Linked DNA regions of Mus musculus: region 2 is linked to region 1. A link is a contact called in public Hi-C data. All regions are on one chromosome and are shown on one strand. Each heading gives the region's core, a stretch centred on a gene start, on an enhancer-like site or on the middle of the called end of the contact. The rest is flanking DNA. Distances are from core to core; before and after follow the strand shown.

What was found. Hi-C and Micro-C count contacts between places; a contact is called where the count stands out from the background.
Region 2: a contact with region 1 is called in a Hi-C map of brain, with 1.7 times the contacts expected there. The contact joins two enhancer-like sites. A contact is called at or near these places in 3 of 484 Hi-C or Micro-C datasets (the N1E-115 cell line, brain and cerebellum).

Annotation. Positions count from the first base shown.
Region 1 is chr4:104,449,548-104,455,536 of GRCm38.p6, reverse strand. All of the region lies in intron 4 of Dab1 (disabled 1), which reads right to left. Among named protein-coding and RNA genes, the nearest start is that of C8b, 310 kb to the left of the region's middle. Within about 2 kb of position 2,791, at least 31 of the 459 cell types and tissues checked have an H3K27ac peak or open chromatin away from gene starts, as enhancers often do. A contact at or near this core is called in brain and cerebellum, where this site is marked.
Region 2 is chr4:104,703,833-104,709,821 of GRCm38.p6, reverse strand. The region is part of intron 12 of Dab1 (disabled 1); the gene reads right to left. Among named protein-coding and RNA genes, the nearest start is that of C8b, 59 kb to the left of the region's middle. Within about 2 kb of position 3,466, at least 15 of the 459 cell types and tissues checked have an H3K27ac peak or open chromatin away from gene starts, as enhancers often do. A contact at or near this core is called in brain and cerebellum, where this site is marked.

The DNA of each region.
Region 1 (5,989 bases), core at 1,542-4,041:
TGTTTTTCTCCCCGCCCAGAAAATCCAGCTTCCGCCACTTATCAGTGAGCCCCTGTGACCTCTCCTAGAGGCCATGAGCTGCCATTTTTTCACTTAGTAACTGACCCATGGAAAGCTGTTCCGCTTACACGCCCCCCTCTCCCTGCCCACCTCTCCCTGAGAGATGCTGAACGAAGCCAGATACTTGTGTTCTTGGCCTCCCTTCTGGCTGGAAGCGGCAAAACGATCCGGTTCTGGCAAACAGAGAAAAGCAGGAAGTGAGTAGGTGCTGTGCTATACGGGAGTCCCTTCTGGGAAATCATCTTTTTTTTTTTTTTTTCCTCCTCTGATTAAAACAAATAGTAAATAAACAAGGGAAGTTCCATCTGACTGTCCCCAGTGTCTTGGCTTATTTCTGTTTTCCACGACATATGAGGGTGATGCGGATCTGTCGTAGCTAGTCTGAGACCATGAAAGAACCCAAGGAGCTAACAGAAGGAACCTGAGCCTCTGACTGCATCTTTAAACAACGACAGTGACCTTGGGAACACCAGCAATAAGATGTCCGTGTCCCTCAAGTCACGGTTAGCCAGATTAACCGTTGTCTCTTATTAACTAGCACATATTCCTCTGCAAGATTCTCATTCACCTTGATAGATCTTGGTTTCTTTCCGTTCCACAGCACAATTACAACCAGAAATTCTCTATATAAAAACCCACCCCTTTATATCCTGCCATGCAGGCAATGCTTGCTTAGACAGAAACCTGTCTATAGATAATGCTCATATATCATAGAATTATATAGGTAGCATCAATCCATGCAGTAAAGATAGAGATACAGAGTCATTTGTTGGCAATTTACTGTTGAAGACTCCTAGGCATTGTTGTAAATACACCACACTTGTATGTCATTTATTCTCAAGTGGATATGAAATGGGTGTTGCCGTTATGGCCACATTATATGAAAGAATCCAAGGCTTGCAGAGACCTCAAGTTGCCCCAAGTCACAGAGACAGTAAGCACTAACTGAACTGTAAAGGCAGGGAGTCCACCTGCCCAGTCCTCCTAACTCCTTCACACTGACTCTGTTCGGTGTGATAGACAAGGTAGAATCAATCCTGAAGGAGCAGTTGGAAAAGCACTAGTGTTAATTTAGGCTAGAGAATCTAATGGTTATCAATGATACGAATTTAAACAGTGAGCCGACTTCTTATTACGTAAATGGGTCTAAGGAAGATAAACAAGCATTCCCATCTTACAGTTGATCAAACTGAGGCATACAAAGGAATGGTACAGGAGGGCACACAGCCAGGCGGCACTGGCACCCAGATATGGCTCAGGAACAAATGCATACCTTCAGGCACTGTTTCAAGACTCCAGGGTCGACATTGCTCTTACACAGTTTCCATGAAGATAAGGCATTTAAAGAACCTTATACTGAGGCTATAAGCTTACCTTATGAGAGTAGGAAGACAGCCTAGAGGATAAGAACACATGTTCTGCAAGCACAAGGACCTGACTGGAAGACCCTTGTACCCATATAAAAAAAGCTGGGGGCATGAGACAGGCAGATTTCAAGGGCTCTTTACCCAATCAACTTAGGCAAAATAGTGAGCACCAGTGAGGGGACGGCCCTGCATCAAGAGAACAAGGACACAGCAATGGAAGAAGGCTCCCTATACCCTGCAATGGCTTCTACACACGCACGTGTGCGTGCACACACCACACACACACACACACCACACACACACACACACACACACACACACACACACACACACACACCACACACACACACAGAGGAACATGTGAATCAACATAGGACTGTGAATGCACCAAACAGTTTATGATACTACATGCTACATATTCCGTATTACACAGTACACATTACACACACACACCAAAAACAAAGAAAGAAGCAAACAAATAAAAGCCCTATCTTCCAATATGCAGTAGCAGCTTCCCCCTTCCTCCTCGAAAATAGGAGTCAGAGTTTACAGTCTCCTGCCTCCACAATCACTACCTTGGGAGTCTCAGCAAGTCAATGGCCACTGTCTACATCAAAGGCTCCTAGGTACTTATGAGCATGCTCTGCATGAAATCTCACTTAATCTCAAAACCCTTTAAGGAATTGTTTCCATCTCTACCTTATACAAAAGGAAACAATTTATAGGAACTCACTAAACTTCTCACAATGCCATATTCCGCATTCACAAAAATAAGCCCCAACTCCGTTCCTCTCATCCAATGGCCAAGGATGTTCAAGTCTCCCTCTGATACCTGACCACTGTTCTCAGCTCCCTGAACTTCCTATTCATCTCCTTCAGTGCCTTTTACACCTACCTGGCTTGCCTACGGGACACCTTGAATGCAGTAAACGAATATATATGAAATCCATCGTGGAATCTGCAATGGATAAGATTGTCAAAAGCAGACACAACTGGTGGACAAATTGCCCTGGAGTCAGAAAACCTAGGGTTCAAACTCTCACCCTGAATCCTTTTCATCTACACAAATGGAGTGACAGCCCCCATCCCAGCATGGCTTTCCTGGGTGAAAGGTGACAAGGGAGACAAACTTGCCTGACTAAGTACCCGGCAGTGTGTCTGCAAAGAGCACATAGTAGACACATTTACTACTATTATCAACAACACAATTCTATTCATCTATCAAATGCAGGAATCTTTCCACAATACCCACAACAGATGGCTATCCAGGCTCTGCTAGAACATTTCCAAAGATAGAGAGCTCGCTCGCTCTCCCCATCTCCCCAGGCAGCCGGTTCTATTATTGGACAGCTCTCTCTGGCACGAAGTCTTTCCTACATCAGCCAAAGCCTGCCTCCCTGAATCCCACTGGCCTCTGAGCTGTCCTGTGGCGAAGCACAGCACAGCTCCAGTCTTTCCACACATTGGTCACCATTCTGAGGGAAAAAAAAAAGCAATTATGTATGTCCTCGCTACATCCTCTCTTTTTTCAGTCATTCACACTAACACATTCCACCTCCCATGGTGTGATTTCTATATTACCCATGATGCTCACTAAGTCCTCAATGTGCAGTACCTACAGGGGACACGGCAGTCCAGTACCTGATCTAAATGAACACTGTACTTTCATTAATGCATTTGATAATCGTACTGTGATAGAGTAGCCATACAAATGTCACAGCTGTGTAGCCTAGGGCTCAGAGGGAGGGGGACCTGTAAGTGTCTCTCGTATTAAGGGAGATCAAGCTATGTCTTCTCCTTGCCTAACTTATCTCTGTGCAAACCACCTGATTTATTCCATCAGCTTTTACCTCACTCAACTAACAACTTTCTGAATCATTTTTCTGCCATTTCTATGACTCTGCTCTTCAAACTATTGATTGTGATTTTCCATAAATGTGTTCCAATTTCATCATCAAAATCGGCGTTAAAGCAACTGCAGCGACTCATTGCCATTCACGTTCAAGAATGATTATGCAGAGAGGTTTTATTAAAGTCGCAGGATAAAAAAAAGTACATAAATGTTTAAGTGGGGACATAAGTGAAAATGACAATAGAGCAAGATGAGTGTGAGGGGCATAGTGGCACTTCAGCCAGCTGCCAGGAGGCCCTCTCAACCAGGCTCCCTCAGGATTGCTTTGAAAGGGCCCCCAACCAGTAGAATTAGCACCTCTATGAGGGGCAACCCAAGGGGTTATAAAGATCCTCCAGTGATTCCAAAGCCAAATTAGTTAGTCCAGTGCTTCCCAACTTATTTTCTGCCTCTCTGTATGCATCTGTGGTCTGGGTCTGTGTCTGTCTCTGTCTGTCTCTGCAGGTGTGTACGTGTGTCTAGGTGTCTCTTGTGTCTCTGTGTCTCTTTTCCTCCTCCCCTCGCCCCTCCCTGCTTGGGCTTTTAACCCTCACATTCTGTTCTGATCCTGCTGAGATTGTTTGTGTCTACCCCATTTCCCAGGTGACACTGGATCACAGGCTGAATAGCCAAGGCCTAAGAAATAGGACCAGATTCCCCCTAAGTTTCTCTCTGAAGCCTTGACTTCTTATAGATAACTGACTCTTTGCCCCACTTCACGGAAATAAGTAGAAAGATAAATACAATGCTTTCTGGCCTATGATGAGATACTCAGAGAGGCTTACACATGGATGCAGGGAAGAAAGGCTTCACAGGTTAGGATTATCTGAGTCATGGACAGATATGGGAGACAAGTGCATAGCCTGAGCATCCAGAAATGATGGGGGTGGGGACAAAATAAAACCAGTACTTTCTGGAAGGCATTCTCCTTCTCTGTAGATACCACTACACAGCTAAAGTAGAGTCCCTATGCAGCAGAAAGCCTCCCTCTCTGTGTTGACTAGCATTGTGGCTGGCGTTTCATATACGTAAGCCACATCTCCAGGGCCCAGAATTCAGCCTCTCCCAGAGCAGGATCAAATTCAACCATGAATTTAAACCTTAAGACTTAGCAGGGTATAGACCACCACAGATCTGGCTGTATGCTGCTAGGATCGTTAAGAACTACATTTTTAAAGCATCAATTTCTTTTCCATTCCATGGCTTTTTTGAAGCACGAGTTGGTTTAAGGTGTATACGTTATTAATCAAGATTCTGAAAAAGGTTGTAAACCAGTGCAGTTGGGGAGAGAAATGTGACTGGGGGTAATCAGAAACAAGGACCATCTGGAGAGCCATGTCACGCAGTGCAGACACACAGAGCTGATGGCTGTTTATATTTGTAAAAGCATGGCGTGTTTCTGCAATATCAGAGCGATGCAGCCCCTCCAGTCCTCGTGATTGGCAGGGAGGGGGAAGTTATGTGTGTGTGGAGCGGATGGAACAGCGGAAGAGGCGGACAGAAAAAACTCAGCCTAATTCAATCAGACATTACAATCAGACCTGGTTAATGTGAAACAATTAATACAATCCATTTTTATGCAGATTAGAACATTTCAAATTAACAGGTCAATAGCATTCATATGCTGTGAATGTGGGCTCCACCCGAGCCAGGTGAACCGTTAAGTGAACCAATCTAAACTTTATTACAGAGGACCCCTCAGACTCTTCAGAATTCACAATCCACTCAATTTGGAGTTAATCGCTCACATTTTTCTCTCATCTACAGATATCCTCATTTAAGACAGACCTGCTAGGCTTCCTCTTATGACAAAAGACAAGGGGGTGGGGGAGGGCATGAATCATTCATTAGCAATGAAGGTATCATTTTATCTGTTTATTTTCTAATTACGTGAAATCAGATAAAGAAGTGGAAGCAGTCGATAAAACCAAGAGACGCCCCCTCCTGCATTGTATGGGATCAAAAGTAGGTAATAGTAATGTGGGTCTTGGGATCTATAAAGAAACATTCAATTAATGGTCTGTATTGGAGAAGGGGACAAAGAGGAAGAAAGAGGATGCATTGAAAAGCCGAAGTCTCTCTGCCTCCCTGTCCCATGGTAAGCCACCTCCAAGGCCATATCTGTCTTCCTGCTCTGCCTCTCTCCCCTACTCAAGTCCCTCCCAAGGGCAGCCCTTCCCTTCCTGTGCTCACTAACCTCTGGTCATCCTTCAGAGCCAACACTTCACACTCAGCAATCCTCACTGTCAGCCACCTTCTAGGAGCTGGTTCTCGGAGTCCAGTCACCCACCTGCCTCTAGGTCCAGCCTGTACAAGCCTGGTGGCAGAAGGCAGGCAGGCAAGAGGAAAAACCTGTGTTCCCCTTTCTGAGTTCCATACAACTCATCTCTGATTCTCAGACCATGGTCCAGGCTGCCATGGGAAGGTCTGGCTGCTCTGTGAGTCTAAGGATGGGGAGGAGAAATCCTTACAAGGACCAACACCTAGTCCTGCACCTTAGAGCTTGGCTTCTGTTTCTGAGCTTTCTTTTTTCTACTTATTAAAGAAGCTACCTTTCTCCTCAAGATTTGGTGTGAGGACCAAGTGAACGACATCTTGACTGAGGATAGACCTCATGTGTCTTGGCATTCCCAGATTGTATCACGGATGTGCTACCTTGGGCAACTCCGAC
Region 2 (5,989 bases), core at 2,217-4,716, 250 kb before region 1:
CTTCCTTGCGCAGTTTCTTCTGTTCTATTGAAGACTCTCCCACACTTGCACGGACTGGAAATTTTCTTTGGGAGAATTTAGTTCCTTGCTATGACTAGAGAGAACCACGAAATCACCAAGTTCAGTTTGCAATGACAGCAACCACCTTCTGGATCGAAGTTTTCTCCTTGTCTGGGCTAAGCCAGAGCCAGATACTTGTGAGTCTTTTAAGGGGAAGTTTCAAATGGAAATTCATGAAGCAAGCTAAGATTGCTGTTTCAAGTGGAAATTCATGAAGCCTCGTCAACAGTCAAATGAAACAGAGCTCCACTTTCTGCCCACGTGTGCCAGGACTTACAAGATGTGAGCTTGACTCCTGCCAGACACAATGCTGTGGTTTAATGGAGGGTCTGGAGCTGGTGTGAGGACTCAGCTTTGGAGTGATTGAAAACTGGTCTCTAAGTACCCCAAGCTGGGCATCCTTTTGCAGCTAAATCTCTTCTTCCTCTAGCTATTGTTCAGGACGTGTTCTGTACGTCTATCTGGAAGCTTGATAGAACACGCTTGAATGCAGTAATGAAGATGGCGTCCTCCCTCAAAGAGCATATTGTAGGCTGTGTGTTCAGTCCCTCAGACAATGAAACATTTAAACCTTACTTCCTTGAAGATGTACTTTGTTGCTATTGTTGCTCTTTGGAGACTTTTGATACAGGGTCCTGCTATGTTCTGGTCAGGAATGGTGTGGAACGAGTCTTGTGGTAAACCTCCTGTCCCTGCCTTCCAAGACCTGAGTGCTGGGGTAACAGGTGTGTACCACCATGCCTGGCTTGCCCGTGCTGTGAAAAAGGATGATGGAGATAGAGCTCACAAGCACTGAGCTGACTTCAATGACTAACATGAAGGAGCAGGGGCAGCCCTGGCAAAGACTCTGACTCCACACTCTATTTTCTCACTTTCCCCTCTTGTGAAGAAAGTCTGATGTGCTAGCACTTAAAAGCACAGGGTAGTTAGAATAGGGTGGATTTAGGAGATGGGGAACTAGAGATTCAGAACAGCAGCATCAGTACAAAAGTGCTGTCCACTCTCTGACCACACCCTCAGGTACGCTCCTGGTAAGCTCATTTGGTCCTGGAACCAGACTTGCCTTGCGGGGAGAAAACAGGGCTGATGGTGGGTACCTGCAGGATGGGTGTGCAGGGAGAAAGTAGTGAAGAGGTTGCAGGGCAGACAGCAGCCTGTGGGGCATAATCTCAGAGTGCCAGCTCCTTTGAGTCCTCAACAGAACTATTGAAAGGAGTGAGCCTCAACCAGCATTCTCTCTGCTTCTGCTCAAGTTAAGTACTTGTTTTGATAGTCCCTTCCTGGGGCCCACTGGCCACTCAACACACATCTCCAAAAACTGTGACTCAAATCTATCTTTCCTCTTTCTAACATCAGTCACAGCCAAATTTTTACTGTAGCAAAGAATAGGTGACAAAGTGATGAGGGTGAGCAGGTGTCAGGCATGGGAACACGTGGGAAGTGCTGGTCCAGGGAACAAGGTCAGCTGCAGAAGATGCAGCCTTTCAGATACAGGCACTGCAGGCTCCTGCCTGTGACCTTTCCCCCAGTACTGTTCTGGCTCTGCCCCACCATATCCTTTCTCTTCTCCATTCTTCTTCCCACCTTTGACACCTATTTTGGAATTTAGAGGATATAGAAACTGAGGACATGATAGCTCTATGGTATGGTTAAGGGGAAGGTTTTTATTGTAGAAATGAGGGAAAGAACAGTCAAAAGCATCTGAAAGAGTCCCAAGCAGAGCAAGAGAAGAGAGGAGAGAGAGGAGAGGGGAGGGGGTAGAGGGGGAGGGGGGAGGGGGAGGGGAAAGGAGAGAGAGGGAAGAACTGACTTGATCATGAGAGAAGCAGGAGTACAGCAGAGAGGGAGTGGGGGGAGGAAGAGGGAGAAAGAGGGAGATGGAGAATGAGAGGGAGACAAGGGAGAGAGAGAGAGAGAGAGAGAGAGAGAGAGAGAGAGAGAACAAAGACACGTACCCATGATACTGAGGGAACATGGAAGTCAGCATGCACTTTGGTGTGCTACTAGGCACCACAGATAGAAATTTGTCTGTCTGCCGGTGATAAGGGATTTCCCCTTTGGTAGACGGGACCCTGCTTCACAAGTTCCTAAGGAATTTTAGCTTTTTATCTAACTGCCGGAATTTGGCAAAATGGAGTTTGCTTTTGGGTGTGACAAAGAAAGACTCTAGGTTTCCATGCTTAAATTTTCTCAAACATATCCAGTCTAGAAATATACATGGGGCTAAGGTTCATGGAACCATTTCCAGGCTGCTAATGATTCTGTGGTTAGGCACAAACAGCAGATTTTCAGTGGCAAAGGGAAGGACATCTACAATCCACTAAGCATCTATGGACATGGTCTTGCCCTTCGACCATACAGAGAAACAAGAGAAACCAGAAAATCCACACAGAGCTGTGGGTACGAATGAGACGATGCCCAGCCCAGTGCCCGTGTACACGTGTGCCCAGTGAAAAGGCGTGACATGTTTGAGCACATAGGACTACTTTCCTCCCGCTACCTGTACCACTAAACACATAGCATCTAGCTCAGTCTCCACAGGTGGGTGCAGCTGGATGCAATGAAGACTTTGAGTCATGGTACATTAGGGACTGGATAGTGGTGATGTTGTGACCATAAAAGACAGTGGAGTGATGCAGCTATTTCAGTCGTGATGGCAAGAGAGAGTGGTGATGGGCCTAGGTGGAAATGCTGAGAAAGCTGAGGCTGTGCAGTGGTCGAGGGGTTCTGGGAAGGACTGTGCAGACTTCTGGGACCCATGGCTAATCAGTGACATCATCTAGGAGCCAGGAGATCCCACATCACAGGAGGACTTACCGAGTTTCCTGACCCCTCCTGTGGCCTGTGGCTGGAAAACAGGCTGGGGGGATGCCCCTGCTGCTCTTAAGGACTGTAGACAGAACAAGCGGACTTGGATGGGTCCAAGGAGCTCAGAGGACTAGAAACCAAAGGTGAACGGTCCTCAAAAGCTTGAAATTAATCTTTCTAACTCTTTCTTCCTTTCTCTCTTCTCCTTTTAAAATTCTATTATCCTATGTCCACATTAGCCAAAACTCAAGGAGTTTTCAAAACCTCCTAACAAGATTTGGCATGGCTTCAGGCCCCTGCAAAGGGAGCGAATCAGAGTCACAGGAATGTGAAATTGGCTCCTGTCAGCAGGCTGACAGGCTCTCAGCCCACTTTTCAGGAAGAGGGCAGGACACACAACGGAGTCCATCACTTTCCTTGATGCTGTGTCTTCTTGGGGAGACTACTGCTGAGGTCCAGATGGTCCCCAAATGGTAACAAGAAATATTGGATGAGGTTGAGAGCAAGCCGAGTGGCAGAGGCAGAATCCGAGCAAATCAGAGGCAAGCACACACGGAGAGATGTCACAGCAAAGGAAAAAAATAGCCAGCAGCCTTAGCCTGCTGCTCTGACAGCCGCTCCCTGCAACATGGTTTCCCCTCCTTCTCCACAGGACGGCAGCTTACAGACATGGGAATTCATTTCACTACTTGGTCTTCCCTCTTAGATTTGCTTTTCACAGTATGAATCTGGCGACCTCCAAAATGCCCTGGGTGTCTACTACTAGCCTGGCACCAAGAGGCCCTTGAACTGCCCTCCCCTCCCCCCGCCAAGCCCCTGAGCTAGAGCAAGTGAGGTTAGAGAAAACTGGAGATGACTAACTCCAGCCACTGTAAGGGGAGTGTCACAACAAGGGAACCATATTGAGCATTTTTACAGAGAATGTGCCATTTCCAGTCATGATGCCATTCATAGAACAGAAGCCAGCACCAGCCACTGGGGATAGCCAAAGAAAGCTTTCTGTCATTCTCAGAACAGAATCTGTCCATTTATCCTCTGACTTCTCTGTGGCAACATTAGGGGGATGCTCATCTCCTGAGGTCATGTTGAATATCACCTTCCTGTCTTAGCAATGGTGTTAACCACCGCTGTGTTGAAACACCACAACCAAAAGCAAGCTGGGGACAAATCAGCACAGGAACTCATACAGGGTAGGAAGGCAGGAGATGATGCAGAGGCCATGGAGAGCTGCTGCTTACTGGCTTGCTCCTTGTGGCTTGATCAGCCTACTTTCTTATAGAACCCAGGACCACTAGTCTACAGATGGCACCACCCCCAAGGGGCTGTGCCCTCCCACATCAATCACTAATTAAGAAAATGCCTTACAGGCCTGCCTACAACCCAATCTCATGGAAGCATTTTCTTAACTGGGGCACTCTCCTCTCAGATGATTTTAGCTTGTGTTAAGTTGACATAAAGCCATCCAGCTCATTTCCCAAGCTTGGTTTTTGCTCATCTTCTGGTTTCTACACAGTTGCCAACACATGTCTAGAACCCAAATCTGCAGGTAAACAGGTATGTATGAGTTAGTTCCTGCTGTTATGGTAACTAGAGTTTGAGAAAGACCAACTTAGAAAGGGCAGAGATGGGCATCATGGCACGTGCCTATGACCCTAGCTAGCATTCAAGAGGGTTACAAACGTAATGTCAGCTGAACTACAAACTGAGACATTGTCTCACGAAAACTATCTAGATAAATACAAGGTTCATTTTAACGCACAAGCTTTGAGGTTCCTGTCTATGATTTGTTGGTCCCAAATGGCCCACTGTAGACAAATTGTGTGACAGAGATAAACCACCCCCATCATGGCCAGGATGAAAATGGTAAGTGGAGAGGAGTGTACAGTTCCACAGTTCCCTTTGAGGGAACACTTTCAGTGGTGGGCACCACCACCTCCCAAGAGCACCACTCTGGGGAAACACAGGCCCCTTGGGGACATCGCACATGCCTGCTATAGCATTACCCTCCATTTCATTCACAAGGAAGTGTTGATTCTGTCTAGACCCTATTCTGGTCTGCCTGCCTCTGTCTGTGTATAGCCTTCCTTTGGCCTGAGCTGTGGTCTCCACTCTCACCTCTTATATTCATCACGCACAATCAGTAAGTGAATGAAGATTGAATCCGTTTCTATCACAGTTGATGTAACTCCCAACCCTTCCTCAAACCCAGGGACTGTGCATACAATGGAGTTCACAATTTCTGAACTCCTTCACCATAGTCTCTGTTCTGCCATGTTACAGACTACAATCCTGTCTTCCCTCTCTTCCCCCTCCATCCAACAGTTATTTCCAGTCTCAGGTCTTTTTCTTAGCCATTCTTATTCAGGCACAATCTGTCTCTGGTTGATTTCTTGTCCTAATTAAGATCCTGGCATAGTTGTTACCTTTGGGAGAGACCTCTGTACCACTGTGTTTGTTTACCTGTCTGTTGGTGGTCTTACCATGGAAGGAGACCTGGCTTTAAGAAGGAACGTGGGCTGACTTGTAAGCCTCCTGTCTTTACCACAGTGCCTGACACACAGGAGCCATTCAACAATCTCCGTGGAATAGATGAACGATAAATGCTTGATGGGTAGATGGATAAATTCCTCAAGAATGGTTTCAGGACTCACTCCTGGCTACCCTAAAGGACGGAGGATTGAGCCAGGCTCAGCTGGGCCGGTTCGAGACTCTGCCTCTGCTCTCTCTGCTGCTGGGCTTTGAACAAGTGACTTTATGAGCAAAAAAAAAAAAAAAAAAAAAAAAGAATGGTTTCAGGAGGTGACTTCCAATGCTATACACTTGCACTGTTATAACAAAAAAGGATACTAGCCACTCCTGTAAGCACAGTGGATTTGTCATTCTGAAACCTGGCCTGTTTATTTCCTTTCCTGCTTGTTCTCTGTCCTGGGTTACCTTGGAAGACTGTGTAGCTAGTAGATACAGATGGTATAACTGATCTTACATGGGCATGTTTCCCTACATGTTGCAGCATGTGTTCTGTGAGACCCTTTAAGTAAAAGCAGTAACATATATATGTTAGGTAGGGCCACAGTTAGTTGGCACTGTTATTTCTGGTTTTGTCAAGTACACACACACACAC